Regions from separate parts of the Danio rerio genome. Here region 1 is linked to region 2. Evidence: chromatin contacts called from public HiCAR-type data. All regions are on one chromosome and are shown on one strand. Each heading gives the region's core, a stretch centred on a gene start, on an enhancer-like site or on the middle of the called end of the contact. The rest is flanking DNA. Distances are from core to core; before and after follow the strand shown. Region 1 overlaps map3k1 (mitogen-activated protein kinase kinase kinase 1, E3 ubiquitin protein ligase). Region 2 holds the start of LOC103908726.

Region 1 (4,720 bases), core at 548-3,047, 150 kb before region 2:
GACCCTTTTCACAAGACGTCACGCGGTGTCCGTTTTCACTCCACGCAGTGTATCGTTACTTCCGCCTAAACAAAAATACCTATAGAAAACTCACCCAGTCAGCTGTATATTTACTACAGAAACTGTTAGACGGACTACGACTGTTTTATGCTGTCTGCATGCAAGGTGAGACATCTGACATTTAAAAAAAAAAAAAAAAACTTACAGATTATCCAGTTTCTCCTTGAACCAAGAAAATGGGACTTTAAACAGAGTCTATTGCAATGTGTTGCTGTCTTTACTGCAGATGAAGTTGGTATGGACTTGTCAGTATTTGTCAAATGAAGATTTCAGCTGTTTACAGGGGTGCTGAACATTTATTTAATGTCTGATTTATTTTTAATATTTTCTTTTATGTACTGAAGAGTAAGTAATAAATAAAACTGTGAGTGTTTTACTGTGGTTGTGGACAGCTGATTCACAAACACATTCATATTATTCAAACTCTCAGTTCTTTCACATTTTTTTCTATGTAGGTATTTTATTCATGAACACAAAACATTTATGTCTATTTAATATTCATATTAAATTTAACAGAATTACAATGTTGTATGTGACTCTTAATAATCAAACGAAATCATTATAAAAATTTACAATTGCAAAAATAACACCAAGAAAACAGCTTAAATCAGTACTTTCAGATTCTGAATTTATTTGCAACATTACTCATTAAAAGGTAGTACAGATATCAAATTAAATCCACCCAAAATATGGCAGTAGGACATTAATTTAATAATTAATTAAATTAAAAATTAATAAATTTAATAAATTTAATAATTAATTAATTCAAATGAAGAAACTGAACAAAACATTAATAGATCAGTAAATAATAAATGATGAAACTGGTTGCATTTGTAGACACTTACCAGGTAATATAAGATGTAGCTGACACTGATTGGTCAGCTTGTAATTTTGTTTATTGTTTTGAATTTCATTATTTGAACGTGTATTGGTATACGTTTATTACTAATATCTTTGTTTCCGGTTGGCCTGAGTGGGAAGTCACATGATTCTCATTGATTGATTTAACCTGCGAGAGTTTGTATGGTCACTCAGGATAGTGAGATCTCAATGCAAGCACCTGTTTAATGCTCTTGCTTATTCTACAGCTGGTTATCAGGCCAACACGGTAAACTAAACATTGTTTATATATTATTTGTTTATAATAATTTATAATGTAAATTTATATTTGTGTTTGTGTGAAACATGTGGTTTGTTTATTTGTTTATCTTTTAGTTTTCACTGTGTTCAATAAATGAAACGCATGGTGGACATCAGTATTTGGAAGCGTGGACTGTTTAATAACCGGCGGGTAGTTATATAAGATTTAATAAAGAATCGTACTCATGCTGGAACATTTACATATAACAGATAATATACATTTATATTCAGAGCAGCATTAAAGTAAAAATATATCCATTATTTAGAAAATAAACTTAATAAATGTAAAGGTTGCAAACATATGCTTTCCTTGATAAACAATAGCTTATACCTATTCTTATTAACCTAAACAAAATCATTTTCAAACCCAGAACACAGTTTAGTATTGAAAAAGAAACATCTGGACACATGCCCAATACCAATAATAGTCTTAAAGCAGTGCAATGCTAATATTTTTATTATTAAATTTGCAGAGAAGTCTCCCATTCTTTCAAAGGTAAAACGGAACTAAAAATACACTGCGTTGCCGATAGGGGGGAGTGAAGTGACGTTATTGTGAAAAGGGTCTATTGCTCACAGTCTGCTCTTTACAAAAAACAAGTTTCCTGTTACTCGTGTGACATGAGCCATGCTGCTCATATTCTGATTGGCTAAGCGTCCAGCACCAAGCAAACACAATTCTGTTTCACACTGAACAAACTGAGCATCAAAATAAAGGTTTAACACCACAAATATGTGCGCAAATAACCTTAGCGATGCTAAAACTACTTTGAAACATTTTTGAAACACTTTGAAACTTTGAAAAACACTTTGAAACACATCTTTACCCGGGATTAAAAGTGGTGTTTAAAATGTCGATAACCCAGGGTTTAATAATGCAAATATCTAATTAGTCAATCGCATATCAGCAACTCAATGGATTTAGGCATGTAGACAAGATCAAGAGTTTAAACTGAAGATCAGAATGGGAAAGAACTGTGATTAAAGTGACTTTGGTAACATTTTGATGGTCCACTTGAGTATTAGTAGACTGTCTGCTTAATATCTGTTGATACTGCTCCTTCAACAAACATTTAACTGACTATGAGAAACTTTGCTAGTGCATGTCAATGTATACTAACACTAAACCTAACCCCAACCTAACACTCTACTTATAATCTAATGAGAATTAGTTGGCATGTAGACGCAATGTAACTTAAATTCAACAAACGGACCATCAAAATAAAGGGTGACCGTGACTTTAAATGTGGAGTGGTGGTTGATGCAAGACTGATCCGAGTATTCCAGAAACGTAAAGTCTTAATGTGTCTAAAGTTTGTCCAAAATGTGTCTATAATGAACTCAGTATCATGTTCAAGTAGATTATCAAAATATTATAAAAATGTCCTTCACAGTTACCAGATCTCAGTCTGATAGAGAAGAAAACAAAAGGACACTGGCCAGCTATACAAGTGCTCATATGAACCACGCCAAATGTTGTTTGATTCCAGGTTTATTATTTATACTTGTGTAATGAATGGGGGCGCGTAGGTGCACAACCTCCCTTCCCTCTCTAAGCTTTGGACATTTAAATCTCACAATGTCTTTCCACTAAACTGTGGTCAAGTCTGGTGACCTCTCTGAGCGGTGCTCAAAGGGACATGGCAAGTCAGGAAAGCAGGACAAAGTGCATTTAGATCTCTGAGTAACTTGAAATGAAAGTAAATTGCAGTTCTTTTGAGGAAGTCACAATTGACCGACCCCTTAATTCCTTGTTGTTATTGTGTGCCTAAACTCTGTTTAATTAGGAAGCAGTTCAGCTGGCCCTGCCTCCCCCGCCAGGGTATTCATTACTGAAACCTCTTCAAAATGAGCAGGCTTTCTTTTTGCCTGGGAAGGTCTCTCTTTCTTTCCATCTCTCTTATTTTCAAACCAAACCTACAAAGTTTAAGCAGAGTCTGAGCAGGCTAGCTCCTGCATCTCTACAATATTTTACATCGACCTAATGTGCACACTGTTTTATTCCAAACTTGAACATTTTGGCTCATTTCCACAGAGTTCAGTACCGTACATTTCTGTACAGGTCACCCTGACCAGGTTGCATTTTACATGGTAGCCATGGAGTATTACAGAAAGTTGTAATGACATTCTTGCTCGACGAAGAAAGGAGTAAACAACAATGGAGGACATAATGCAGAGGCAGTTTTTGCTTCTTTTTATTTCTCAGCATGATACTCATGGAGGGTCTCACCTCCCGGGTAAACCATGTATCATTGCTACGGGCCGATGTGTTATTTCATTGTCGTGTTTTCTACTTCCTGTGTTGTCATTCTCCTTGTAGAACATGCCATAAAGCGATGATTCTCTGTAAACTAATAGCATTCAGCAGTGAGCCTAGCTCCACCCTTTAGGTACCAGGCTATTGTGCTAGGCACCCTTATGTAAGGGTGCCAAAAAATAGTATAGTACTTTTCACAATGTGGTACCAATTCACAACTGTTGACAGTGGAAACCATACACGTCAACCCTCTCGTTTTTCCCCGGATTCTCCCGTATTTTACAATTCTATCCCACTATGATCCCTATGAAGGGTGGCAATAAACACCAAAGAGCCCATCCTACCTATACGCAACCCATACTGCTATATCGATGCTGTTTTTCAGTCTTCATAAAGCACATAAACACTGTTATTTTCTTCATAAAATCCATGTTAGCCACTTAGCTATGAAGCTAGAGTCTTCGGGCAGACAGAAGCCCTGCCCATCACACGAATCCGCGTCTGTTCTGAAGTGAATTTGACTTGAGAATGAAGCAGGGTTTGATGCACGTATGAAACGAGTAACCTAAAATGTTCACGCGGCTATTTACGCGCAAACATCGCGATTTATCCGCATCTGGTGTGAACACAGCATAAAAGTAAGCTAGATAAGTTGTCTGTAGCAGGGTGGTGTTGACCTCACAGGCGAGCGCCCCGAAGGCACTGTAGTCCGTTTATAGCCTAATGTTAGCTTTTCAGTTCTACGTTTGCATTAAAAGTGCTCAAAGTTGTATTTTTGAGTGACTGTTATCCGGCTGGACAAAACATGTAAGTGTAATGAACAGTGTTTGAACAAAGAGCTTATTATTTTCAATCTTCGAAAAGCCTACGGGAAAATTCTATAGGGATTTTATCGTGGGAACCAGTTTCAAGCTAGCAGCCAATTTGCCTACAAGGTGACGTCATAGTTCCTCCACTTTATGGAAGAGCACCACAAATAGACTTTTTTGGACTTCACTTTGCTTAAATAACAAAAAAAAAAAGGAATTAATTGTGAGACCGATAACTGCAGCCCATCCCATACAGAGAACAATTGTATTAAAATTATTGTCCCACCCGTAGCAGTTTAATTAGATACCCCTTTCATAAGCATACATTTTTGTGTACATGTTTATAAACAAAATCAAAATATTAAAATTAAAATCTTTCAAGAGTTTAAGATTCAGCTGACTGTTGAAATGAGTCATCTTGTGAAAAGGCTCTATTGTGAGTGTATTGTGTGTC
Region 2 (4,224 bases), core at 455-2,954:
CTTGTTAACCTAATTAACCTAGTTAAGCCTTTAAATGTCACTTTAAGCTGTATAGAAGTGTCTTGAAAAATATTTAGTAAAATATTATTTACTGTCATCGTGGCAAAGATAAAATAAATCAGCTATTAGAGATAGGTTATTAAAACTATTCGGATTAGAAATGTAAAAACTATAGACTGTAAAACGGAGAAAACAGGGAAAAAATAAAAAGGGGGGCTAATAATTCAGACTTTAACTCTATATGCTGTAAAAAAATATATATATATATATACATTGTGTCCTTGTCATGTTTACCAGCGAACAACCACCAGATGTCGCTGGTAAACACACACACACACACACACACACACACACACTTAGAACTACACTTTTCCTGGACTACAACTTCATACATGCTCTTCGCCCACACACCTGCTTTCTCATTTAGCTTGATTTACATTCACACCTGAGGACTTTCAGAGACTGATTACACACAGTATTTAAGCAGCACACACACTCATTCACATTGCCGAGTCTTGTTTATCTGTAAGGTGACATTACAACGCATTATCCTGGTCTTGTTTCTCTGTGTTTTGAACCTACTTGTTTATTTAGTTTTCCTTGTCTGCCGCCTGCCTTTCGACCTCTTGCTTGTTAACTGACTACGATTCTGGATTGTCCTCACATACCTGTTTGCTCCCGTATTGACCACTGCTTGCCTGACTGTGAATAAACCTGCACATTGGATCCTACCTTCTGTTGTTGGTGTCACTCCCCGGCGTTACAGTCCTTCTCGAGTTTTACACATTAAATTAATTTAGCAAACAGATTGAAGATTCTATAATATGATTGTAGGTTGATTTCTTTTTTTTTTATAAATCCCAAAAGCAAAAATTCTAATTCTGCAACGAAACAACACTAAATAGTAATTTATTAAATGCAGTACTTATTAATAAAATATACGTCCTGAACTGATTAAGAACTCACAAAACAACAAAACAATTACTATTAAAGCAAAAATCGATCTATAAATAAAATGGATATATGGAGTGATATACTTTTTATCCTGCAGTTTATTTCTCTAAAATGCTAGGGTGCTGAGTCTGAAGTGGTTTGAAGCTAAAAGATAAATCACACACAACAAACACTTTCACTGGTCACTTTTTTCACTCTTTCTATTGGAACTTGCTGTTTTTATTGAGCAACTCAGTAGTTTTCCATCATTATAATTGTTTTGATATAAACATACATCAAAATCTCTTTTTAATAAATATTTTTTTGTTTTATGATACTTCTATGATCTTTTCATATTTGTCAAACATCGTACAGCATTAAACAGTGACATACCAATGACAAACTAATGACAAATTAAAAACACTCACCTCCTCTTTCTTCACCCATGTGGGACATGGACAATCTTCTCCAACCTGCAATAAAAACAAATTATAATAAAAAAGCAGATAAAATATGAAAGTACATTTAAAACAAAGTAAATAAATAAAAATGTTAATAAAGGAAAAAAAAAATAAAAGGAAAAAATAAATAAAAGGAAAAAATGAAGTGACACAACAAATGTTTAATGAAATAATCAGAAAACAAGAACGGAAATAAAAACTGATTAAAGATGTGCTCTTTATAATAAGTCTTCTCTAGGAAATCCTCGAACAGCTTCAGAAATCTCAGGATTTGCACAGAAATGCTCTGCAAAAGTCGCCTCGTCTCTCAGACAACAGATTGCGATGGGTTTGGGTTGTTTTTTTTTGTGCAGACAGAACTTATATCATAACACGATCAACGAACTTCACCGATCAGAGCGCCATCTTGGATCCACCCGCGGCCTGCGCCCCCCCCCCCCCCCCCCCCTCCCCCACCACCGATGACGAATAAAAAGAACGAATTCGATTGCCGTTACGTCACTGGAAAGAATTCAGATTTTCCTCAGAGTGACAAACGAACGAGTACAGTGAACATTGATTTAACGACTTTAGCGACTTGTTTTTTATCTTAAATGGCAAATAACACGTCAGCTGCGTTTTTTAACCGAGTTAATACGATCACGACTGAGTTTGTCAACGAAAATCATCGAAGTGACACGATGGCTTCTCCTTCACCTTCTACCGTGATGAGAAGCCCAACAGGTGAGATAAGAGTTTACAAAAACTGTGTATTTCCACGTATTATTTAATAATACAGTAAATTATGAAGTTAAAAGTAAAATAATATTAATATATCGCCATGTAAGGTTATTAGTGTAGCAAATATGCAACGTCTCTTCATTGTAATGTGTTTTTTGTGTGTGTAGTTATGGTTTTGTATATTTTTGTGATAGAGCCCTGCTCTTATATGTAATGACATTCTGGTTTTTAAGTTTCTCCTTTCCACTCAACTGAAATTGTGCCTTGTTAATGTTTCTGATAAAAATCATTTAAATTTTACTTTAATTTAAATCCTTTGTGTAGACCTGCACTGTAATTTTCTTAGTTTTTGATGGTGTGGAGGAATATTTGTTATATTTTAGCAAACTGAGTGAGAATATTATATTTAAGTCTTTATTTGTTCAAGCAGGGATGAATTAATATAATTGAGGTAAAGTTGGTTTTATATTCACACATTCTGACTTTCTCCTTAATAATAATATAACAGAAAAATATTTTTGCTAAATAGTTGCTTTTAGGTTTTTTCCTGATATGGACTTATGACTTACCGACTATTTGTCAGCTTGTGTTTGTCATTTTACATCATAGAAATGATTTGCAATTCCACATAATTAATTTTAGTTTTCAAACATTTTCTATTATAGTTCTAAATTTATTGTTGTTGTTCCTTTTGTGTGATTGTCTTTTATTTGTCTAATTTACAGCACGTTGTCTGTTTTAAACATGTGATTAAAGAGTTTTCTAATATTTCCCTGTTCATTTCCTTTATTTCAGAAAACACAGAGAAAAGGAGGAAAGGGAATAAAGCCTCTGCTTTCTTTAAGAGAGCATGGAAGGCTGTGAAGCGCCCTTTCCTTTGCTGTGACCGGAACAGAGTGGTTCCCTTTGAACCACGGTCAGATGTCGACGATTTCCAGCATCTGCCTGTTCCAGGTCCCTCCAGGACCGTCGCAGCACATGCAGACCTTGAGCCGGTGTGGCAGCCAGGCCAGGTCTGTGAAGATCTTCAGCCGTTGAGTGTTCCGGGCCCCTTCAGCATTGAGCAAACAGCAGATGTGCCGAATGCAGATCCGGCCCGTCCAGAGTCCTCGACGGCCCTCACAGGTCATGTTGATACTGAGCTGGTGTGTCTGCCAGGCCAGGTCTGGGAAGATCCCCAGCCAATCAGTGTCCATGACCTCTCCAATATTAAGAACATGACGGATGCAGATTCGGCCTGTCCTGAGTCGCCTCCGTCTGTTCAAGACCCCTCTGATATTGATGGGACTGATGGTGAGTCATCCTGAATTTGGTTCATTTTATTTCTGCCGTCTGTTATTTTTATGCTTTGTTGTTTTTAGCTTATAAATCAGACAGTGTCATTTGATGTACTGTTGGTTGTGTATTAATTAATACAGTGCTGAACATATATGAGTGCACCCCCCACAAATCTCTCATTTAAATTCAGATTTTCTATAGGAGGCTTTATAATATTATATTTGTGCATGTACATTAGTTTAGTCAGAACTGAAGCCAAATATGGAGCTTATCTAACAAAATAACTAAATAATGGTTCAAAAATGAGTAGCCCAAATGTATTTGTTCAGGGAAAATATTAAATAAAATTTTCTAAATTACCAAAAGTCAAATAGAAACAAAAAATATTGACAATTTTGTTGAAATGTTGTAGTTTGTAAATTTTGCAATATTTTGCATGATATTAATTGTATTATCTTTTCATTTCTAAAGATGTTCTGTGACTAAATTATTATTTTAATAAATAAATCTGTTTGATAAATCTGTTTTGTTCAAATGCACCAATATATATGACCCAGATTCACTGAGAAATGGATAAAAACATTCCTTTTCTAAATGGGGTGTACTGCATATATGAATATGCTGAGCGCTGTAGCTGCAGCTCTGTTCATGGAGATGTTTCTGTTTGTTTTCTTCATTTTAGAAAAACCCAAGAAAGGAAGGAAAGGCAAAAGAGTCTCTGCTTTCTTCAAGAGAGTATGGAAGGCTGCAACGCGCCCTTTCCTGTGCTGTGACACGGATGTAGTCCAGCATCTTACACCACAACCTGAGCCAGAGCCAGAGCCCGAGCCTG

The links. HiCAR-type assays count read pairs that join an accessible place to other places.
Region 1: a HiCAR-type map of caudal fin shows a contact between it and region 2, with 6 times the contacts expected there. The contact joins the enhancer-like site here to the promoter of LOC103908726 in region 2. A contact is called at or near these places in 6 of 18 Hi-C or Micro-C datasets (caudal fin, embryo, fibroblasts and 2 more) and 1 of 4 datasets of contacts at active chromatin or transcription factors (caudal fin).

Annotation. Positions count from the first base shown.
Region 1 is chr10:6,476,353-6,481,072 of GRCz12tu, reverse strand. All of the region lies in intron 18 of map3k1 (mitogen-activated protein kinase kinase kinase 1, E3 ubiquitin protein ligase), which reads right to left. Among named protein-coding and RNA genes, the nearest start is that of hmgcs1, 14 kb to the left of the region's middle. Within about 2 kb of position 1,797, at least 10 of the 62 cell types and tissues checked have an H3K27ac peak or open chromatin away from gene starts, as enhancers often do.
Region 2 is chr10:6,331,235-6,335,458 of GRCz12tu, reverse strand. LOC103908726 reads left to right here and starts at 1,704. Exons shown (of 9, transcript XM_068223890.2): 1 at 1,704-2,117; 2 at 2,910-3,407; 3 at 4,075-4,224. The coding sequence starts at 1,988.